Linked DNA regions of Mus musculus: region 2 is linked to region 1. Evidence: chromatin contacts called from public Hi-C data. All regions are on one chromosome and are shown on one strand. The core of a region is the stretch at or near the end of the contact, and the rest is flanking DNA. Distances in the headings are between cores, read along the strand shown.

What was found. A called contact is a pair of places that touch in the nucleus more often than the background predicts.
Region 2: a contact with region 1 is called in a Hi-C map of myeloid progenitors, with 1.8 times the contacts expected there. The contact joins the enhancer-like site here to the promoter of E2f7 in region 1. A contact is called at or near these places in 1 of 39 promoter capture datasets (3T3-L1-derived adipocytes), 8 of 484 Hi-C or Micro-C datasets (the Ba/F3 cell line, the G1E-ER4 cell line, LSK cells and 5 more), 4 of 115 datasets of contacts at active chromatin or transcription factors (the SCID.adh cell line and embryonic stem cells) and 3 of 9 other capture datasets (adipose tissue, liver and pancreatic islet).

Annotation. Positions count from the first base shown.
Region 1 is chr10:110,742,870-110,747,174 of GRCm38.p6, forward strand. E2f7 (E2F transcription factor 7) reads left to right here and starts at 2,570. Exons shown (of 13, transcript NM_178609.5): 1 at 2,570-2,810; 2 at 3,463-3,555. The coding sequence starts at 3,463.
Region 2 is chr10:110,785,992-110,790,296 of GRCm38.p6, forward strand. E2f7 (E2F transcription factor 7) reads left to right here. Exons shown (of 13, transcript NM_178609.5): 13 at 1-1,393. Among named protein-coding and RNA genes, the nearest start is that of Gm23698, 8.0 kb to the right of the region's middle. Within about 2 kb of position 2,275, at least 14 of the 459 cell types and tissues checked have an H3K27ac peak or open chromatin away from gene starts, as enhancers often do. A contact at or near this core is called in myeloid progenitors, where this site is marked.

The DNA of each region.
Region 1 (4,305 bases), core at 1,320-3,819:
AAACTTAAAAGGATCCACTTAGTAACTGTTAGAACACTATCGCTCTGAGCACGTCAATCAAACTATAACGTTTCCAATTGTTCTCCAGACTTAAGGTCATTCTTACTTAAACGTACAAATCTAAAATTACGTATCCAGTTCTTCTTAACTCAAAAGATGCCACACTTGAATGGAAACTGATAGAAAAATAAAATAAAAAAAAAGGTCATTGACACGAAACTGTAATCTCAATGAAAGAAGCACATAGTTTTGAAATGTCAGAGAAATGAATGGACTTTGTTGCTTTAATTTGGGTGTATGGGTTTTGAATGGTACCTCCTGAAGATGTCTATCCATGTAATACACTCTGAAACCCATGGGCATGATCATATTTAGATGACTTTCTAAATTTATATAGTAAATATAAGTATTTGTATAATATTTATATATGTTATATGTATAAACTTCTGTGGGTTTTTTTTTTTTAAGACAGTCATTTTGTGGTAAATCTATTGTAGCAGCCACAGAAAACCACCACAGTCATAAGTCATGCATCTCTTCATCTAAATTCTCTGGATCTGCGTGATGAAAAAAAAAAAAGTAAGTTTCAGTTTTTCTCTTTTCATGTCCCTATGGTTCTCTAACCATTTAGAAGATAGATTTTAGTTCCAATTTTTCTTTTGGTGTGTGTGTGTGTGTGTGTGTGTGTGTGTGTGTGTGAGAGAGAGAGAGAGAGAGAGAGAGAGAGAGAGAGAGACATGTAATTGCCAATGTGAAGACCAGAGCAGATGCTAGATGTCTTTTTTCAATAGCTCTACACATTATATTTACTCATCAGTTCATTAACTCATTCCTTTGAAATAGGGACTGTCACTGACCTAGGATAGCTTGACTGGCCAATGACCTTCTCGAAGCAGTGGGTCTCCGCAGCCTGGGTTACAGACTACCTCACCCCCAGCTTTGAAAATGGGTGCTGGGAATCCCAACTCCGTCCTCCTGCTTGTTGAGCAAGCACTTTACTGATTAAGCCATCTCTCCAACCCCATACCTCTGGTTTTTGACACGGGGGTCTTTCCTTTATCTGGAGCTTATTAAACAGGCTAGTCCGCAAGCCCCAGGGATCGGTCTGTGCCTGCTGGTGCTGCAAGCACAGGCACCTCCACACCAGCATGGGCACCAGAGGTCCAACTCTGATCCTTCAAGCACTTTATTGGCTGAGCTATCCCTATAGTCTTCAAATTGTTATTTGCCATAGACATACTTTTTTTTTAAGCTACTATTGTTTATTTGTTCATGCGGATTGTTTTACATGCGTTCTGGTCTTTTCTAAGGTATAGTCCGGTAGCCATTTTCAGGCTGAATGTACCAGCAGACTGGAGTAAAAACCGAAGGACTTGAGTAAATATTTTGAATTCTTCTGATGGCTCATTGTACATTTTTGAGAGCTGAGAGGTGAAGGGTGGGGCCTTTGCACGGAACGGCTAAGACGGGGTAATGAGAATGATAGTTTTGCGTTGAAGTGGGGAAATACTCGTGGGCATGTGTTAAAGAGGCCGTTATAAATCCCAGCTGAGGGCACCCTACAAAATAACAGTACTCGGGGAAAATCTGGGGATCAACCCAAGAAACTGAACCAGGAGCTTAGGAGAGATGAACAAAAGCGATGTCCTCCAACAGGAAATAAAAAAGCATTTGGTAAAAAGAAAACCTGAATAAATAGTGACTTAAACAAGTGCTTTGTACTTACATAAGTGGCTGAAACTGGGTACTAGATGTGAGTGAACTCTTTTAAAGTATCTTTTCAGTTTTTTGTGCAAATCCAAAACGGTTCTAAACAAGAGTTTCTCAAGAGGGGCCTAAAATAGCAGTCTTTCCTTAGGTTCATATTTTAAATAAGAATCCGAAGGAAGTGAAAGGTCTAATAGAAATCAGTAATATTCCAGAGATATTCTTGACTGTTCCCCCATCCCCCAAGCTAGTCCTTACTAGAAACTGTCTAATAACACATTCTCGACCATCTCTAATGCTCTGGAGAGGGAACACCAGGAAACCTTTTGCAAAACCCCCTTTGGTGCGGCTGCCGGGGTTGTTCCCAGGGCTAACGGGCGTGCCATCTGCTCGCAGCCCAGGTGCTAACCAGGGTTCACGTGTCACCTGGCGGCGCCGGGTGCTAGGGAGCCGCCCTGGCAGGTCCCGGCAACTCGGCTCCCGCAGGTTGCTGGGGGCAGGGCGGCGTCCGCAGCATCCCGCGCGTGCGGATCGTTTCCCCGGCTCCATCTGCTGCGCTGGGGGCCGGCGTGGGTCGGTCCCCCACAACAAAAGGGCGCCCCGCGGAGAGCGCGCCGGCCCGCGCCGCCCCGCCCCGGCTTCCCGCGTCCGCGCCCGCGTCCCCGCGGGAAACGCTCCCGCGTCACCGCCTCCAGGTACCCGGAAGGGGGAGGGGGCGAGGCGACAACAATCCGGCGGGCGGGCGAAGGGGAGGAAAGGCGCGGCGCCGAGCGCCAAGACAGCGAGGGGCGGGGCTTCGGGCCGTGCCGCCGCGCCATTGGTCGGCACCGCCCCGCCGGCCGCCGCGCATTGGTGAATGCTCAAATTCAGTCTCAAGGCGCCAGAGGAGGTGTTTTAGCGGGGACCGCGATCCAGGGCTGGAGCTTGGCTTAGGCGGGTAGGAGACGCTGTCGCTACGCGGACACCGCGGGTGGAGCGGAGGATCTGCGAGCCTTGCCCTGCCCTGCCCATGTCGCCAGCCGGCCGCTGAGATCTACACGCTCTGCCCGCTCACGCGTGCGGCTGCGGACGTCCCCGGAGAGACCCTCCATCGCGCAGCGACAGTAAGGAAGCGTGCGGCCCCCTCGGATGGGGAGGCGGGAATGCGGAGACGGGTTACCCGCCGCCCTGGATGCCGTCCCACAGGCCCCGGGTCCGAGTGCCCCCTGGGGTTGTGCTGGCTGCAGCGCTAGGTGAAGGAGGCTGGTCCCCACTACCACCTACCCCCACGATTTAGGGGTCCCCTGGGAAGAGTTTCACTTGGGGTGTGCTTAGATGCCTAGGGAGGGGCTGAGCGCTTCCCGCATGGGTTGGTCTCTAGATCAGGTTTCAGTCTACCCCCTAGATCAAACCCACTCAAAGTTGAATTCCTCCCGGTTCTTTGCGCCAAAATTAACTGACCTGGGAGACCCTGTAACTTTCTTGGCATTTGCCTAACACCTTCCTTCCTTGGTAACTATTTTGCCTGTTGCTTTTCATAAAGGATTGCAGTTTTGTTCAGTTTTTTCGTCTTCCCAGATTTCCAGTGATTCCTAAGTATATTTTAAGTGTTTGTCCGTGTGAGTTTTAATGAGGAATGGAGGGTGTCTTCATTCTTGGAAAATTCCAGGAATGCTGTAGGAAGGGAAAGTTGATGTTCACAAGTGGCATTTTGTCGTTGTTGTTGTAGGGGGAAATAAATGTAAAATCATTTTCTGATATAGTTGTGTGTTCCAGATGGAGGTGAATTGTTTAACACTAAAAGACTTGATCAGCCCCAGGCAGACCAGACTAGATTTTGCCATTGAAGATGCAGAGAACGCACAAAAGGTAAGCACAAATAAATACTTTATAGTCTCCAGCATGTTTTGGATGGTGATGCCTAGCTTTCGTCTCGTATACAGCATAATTGTGATGGCCGTTATAGAGGAGTTTTTAGAGAATGGGGCCATTGCGACCTTTGTTTCGGCTCCTCTTAAGTCATTAGTGTTGGAACCAGCTTCTGAAGCCAAAGGTGCATTCTGGATGCAGTGATCAGAAGTTTGTGATGCCTAGAGATCCCAAGGGCAGTTGAATTAATGTTGGAAGAAATTAGAAAGCGTTAATTCCCTGGAACAGGATTTTGTTGTTGTAAATACTGGATTTAATGTCCGAATGCTGAGAAACACCACCTTCCTCCTAATGGACCAACTACAGAGATGTCTCCCAAGAGTTACAGCCTTGCCTCCTAGACAGGGGTCAATGTGACTGACCCTCACCAGCTCCTCTGAATAGTTGACAGCCCTTCTGCTTCAGATATACTGAGCCACACACTCAGCAATGTCTAAACCACCCTGGCCTGCATCAGCACAGGTGTGCAGAACAGATGTCCTTTTGAGAAGACAGAGCTGTGAATCTGAGCGTTGTTTAAGCAACAGCAAACAGATGTAACAAACCAGTTTCAGAAACCTGGAATGGAAATCTCTAGTAGCAACTTCCTTAGGCATTGAACCTCTCTGGAGTCCAAGTGTTAGTTTTAGGTTAGCATCAACAGTGAACCTGCCTGGTGACAAAAGACTTGCCTTTATACAAGACTTTATA
Region 2 (4,305 bases), core at 1,025-3,524, 43 kb after region 1:
TTCGTGAGCCAGGTTGCTTTAGGGTTCCCTGTGTTCTACACTGATGTTACCGCACACCTGTCTCTTCAGAGTAAATCTTTCCCCCTCTACTTCCTTTTCTCTTCTTCCAGTCTGTCTTCTATTTAAACTTCTTAGAGTTAGAGTCTTAATATAAGGCTATTTTTCCTTTGTATTTTTGTACCCTGCGAAATACTATATACAAGGATAAAAAATAATAATTTAAGAGACTCTGGGAGTCTGATCAGAGTAGCTTTATATTAACTACCAGATACTTTTAGCCTTACTACCCCCAACACTAGCTTTGGGAAACTTGGGATAGGTAGCCTGTTTAACACATTCGCTACTTAATCAAATTTTTTGTCAACACTAAGCTTATAAAGTTGGAAAAAAAAAGGTATTGTTCCCTTTTTTAAAAAAAGTTTTGTTTTTTTTTTCCTGAGTCAGGTAAAAATTGCATGGTGTCTATGACTGAAGCCACACTGCTGGTTCCTTGCTAGAATTTAAAGTAACCCCTTTTCAGGATTATCACACACACGTGCAGCGAGTGAGTCTGCTACACACTGCTTGCTTTGACGAGCCCTCGTGGGTAGGAATGTCCACAAAGCATTCCTATTAAGAAATCCACATTTTGATACGAACTTTTCCTCTTCTCTCTCTCCTGGCTAGTCTCATTTATGTTAACCTTTGTTGCTACTTTTTCTTATTGTTATACTTAATTATTCTGTTTGTGAATTGACCATATTCACCTCAGAGAACTTGGGATTCTTGGGGTGGGGGTGGGGGGCGTCAAGCAGTTCCATCCATGGAAAACAAAAGTCACTTCCATATTCAGGTCCCACGGGGTGTAGCTTCTGGCTCTTCCGGAAGACTGGTCTTTGAAGCTTTCCAGCTAGACCTGAGTGCCAGAGACTGAGATGGGGAAGCAGCAGTAGTGGCTTCTTGTTGAATGCAAGAAGAACTAACTGTTAAAGGAGGGCATGGGCTTTGGGTCAGCACTGAGGGGATGTGCTACCTCAAACCATGCCATCCGGGGTTTCCAAAACCCTTGCATTCTGGTACAAGAGTTGGGGAGGTATAACTTATACTTGAACCTACCTGCTAAGTTTACATTGCTCAATGTAAGGTGCTATTTCTGTACGGAAGTGACTGTAATGTAGAGCTGCTTCCTGCTTATCTCGTTGCACTGCTAGGCTGACGTAGATGTTCATCTATTGCTGCTTGCCGCTTCGTTGTCCCGGGTTTCGGCTCTGCTCTTTCCTCGTGGCTATATTATCTATAGCCACCTACTTGGAACGCTACTACTACGTGTAAACCAATCTTTCCTTTTAGAAAAAATACTAAGCTTTATAAAATAGCAATGGAAATAAATGTATTTAGTAAGACGTGTATGTTATATTACTTGTAAAACATTTTCAGTGTGTGTGTCTGTGTCTGTGTGATATGGCACATGGGTGGAGGTGAGGGGAAAACTTGTAGCAGTCAGTTCACCCCTCAGTTGTGAGTCCCAGTGATCAAATCCATCGGTCAGCTTCAATGACGAGCATCTTTGCCTGCCAAGCCGTCTCGTAGACCCTGGTTCTGTTCTCTCGGCTGCAGTTTATTGTTAAGACTGCCAACAGCAGCTACAACAGCCACATGGATGCTCGAGTGCTTTTTACTGAGGCCTCCCTGTAGTTCTTGCAGGTATGCACACACGCACACACAGCATCTGGCTGATCCGAAAGCGTGGGAAGGCAAAAGGAGTTGGGAGCGCGGAAGCATGCTCTTGGCCTTGTATCTGAAGTCCAACTGGAAGGTTGGAGCTTCCAGAGGAGACTCAAAGTCAGTACAGCCATCAGAAAGTCAAAGGTGAGATCACCTTCCCAGATCCTGACATTTGTAAGGTTGAAAGGCTTGTCGGTGTGAGACATGCTTGCTTTTATCCACTCCAAAGCCTACTAACTTGGCTTCCACCCATCTCTCCAGCCTCAGAGGATGGGGTCCACAGTGCCCAGGTGACAGCTCTGCTGTCGTATTGTTAGGTGGGACAGCCTGGTTCACACAGCTGGGACTTGAGCTGGTTCACACGGGTGGGGGGGGGGGGAGGGCTTGACCCTGAACCTCTGTAACAGAGGCAATGCATTTTCCTCCGGCCATCGCTCCTCCCACGGAGTCCACACAAACCAGCCTCAGGCTGATCGGATCCCCTTAGACCACATCCAGTGCCCTTTCTCCTGACTAAGAAAGCCTAATCAAACTCTACCCCCCAGCCTAACATCTCCCCAGGCAATAAAGTTACCAGAACCACTTCCTGCTTCAGGAAGAGCTGGAAGGGAAGAAGGGGGAGGCAGACTCCTTCCGTCTGGACAGGGCTGTGTAATTCTGATACTTCTCACTAAATCGATTTCTAATTCTGTTTCCTCAAGTTTTCACAACCTTGAAAGTGAGAGGACTCAATAGATGTGTTCCTCATTGTTCTTTTGGGTTTTGTGTGTGTTTGTGTGTGTGTGTATGTATGTGTGTGTGTGTGTGTGTGTGTGTTGCAAAATCTCCAACACGCTGCAGAGCCCAGCACCTTTGAAGTACAGCATCTGTTGTAACTGATGCTGCCGCCCATTAATATCCTGTGTCAATGTCCTTCCGTTGTTCAGGATGTTCACACCGCTAGATAACCACTGAAGTACTTAATATTTCCCATGAAACAGAGTCGTTCTGGTGGTTGGCTTGTTTGGGTGCTAAGGTGGGACTGATTCTGTGTCTTTGCTAGTCTGAAGGCTTCCAGATTTGAGAAACCGTCCTACAAACTAAATTGCTTTCCAGCCTCCCACATCTAAGTCCACTGTTACGTGTGGCCCAGCGGTAACTTCTTCATTCCTATGGCTCTTGGAAACAAGGGCTCTAAAGAGCCGGAATGTTAATGGGTTAAGAAGAAGTGGGAAACACTGATAAAATTAAGCAGTTAGAGAGGAGGTATACTTGTGTGTGCCTGTATAAATGTGTGTGAGGCAGAGGTCATCTGGTGCCTTCTATTATCACCTACATTATTGTTTCCGGGATCTCAGCCCTCACGATCCACCTGTCTCTGCCACCCGCTACCCCAGCTCTGGAGATGTAGATGTACCCTGCTATCCGCAGCTTTTTTCTGGGTGCCGGGGATTTGAACTCAGGTCCTCTTGTTTGCACACCCAACGCTCTACCCCCTGAGCCATATCCCTAGCCTTGCAGTTCACACTTCACTACAGAATTATAGGCTGAAGTTAGTAAGTGTATTTAACTTAAAATATGAGAACATTCTCACAATGTTTTATGAAAAGCTCCTCTGAGAAGCAATGAATGAATCCCTCAAGCCCTCTAAAACTAACTTAGCCCTTAGCGTCCTAGGGACAGAAGCCATACATGATATATCTATGCTGTGTGACCGTCTCAAAGGCACAACTCCAAAAACAGTGGGCTAAAAGAGGGGCCATAAAAAAATATAAGAAATGATGATGATGATGATGAAGCTTTAGAGAGTTATTTCATGGCATGGCTTCTGTAACATGACATTTACCTAAAATATCACATAGTGTTTTCACTTTATTTCAGAAGAATGGGCTACACAGTGTGTCTAATGCATATAAAATGGATTTGGTCCTGCTGGTCCCACCTGTAACTCGTCGTATCATGGACAGCGCTCTGTAACTCTCTGGCATGAGCTTTCCAGTCCATCACTGCTTCTAACTTGCCAAGCCAGTCGTGCGTGGTACCCACTACTGACTGCTGGCTCATGTCTACTCCCCCTTCTAGTTCTTATCCCAGGGACTAGAACCTGACAGCTACATTTCTGAGACTCCAGTGCTGCTGGGTACTCGATGTGGTTTTGACAGATCCACTCATGCAAGACTGGTAGGCAGATGGGACGCTGGGGCTGCCCCTCTTATGGTAGAAGCAGCCCGTGCCACAGGGATGCATTTGAACATTAAAAAAAAAAAGGAAAGTACTTGATCAATGATAATGGGAAACATCTTCTATAGTGATCAAAACGGCAAAATCGTGCTTAATTCCGTTACTGAGAGTTAATGAAGCTTATGGTAACTGAAGCTTGAACCATGCTCCTGAAGAATTGATGGTGTCTATGCCATGATCCGGGTGTGCCTGCATATCACAAACTCTGTGACTGGAATTAATTTTATATTTTACTTTTAAAGATTTATTTTATTTTATATGAGTATGCTGGAGCTATCTTCAGACACACCAGAAGAGGGCATCGGATCTCATTACAGATGGCTGTGAGCTACCATGTGGTTGCTGGGAATTGAACTCAGGACCTCTGGAGGAGCACTCAGT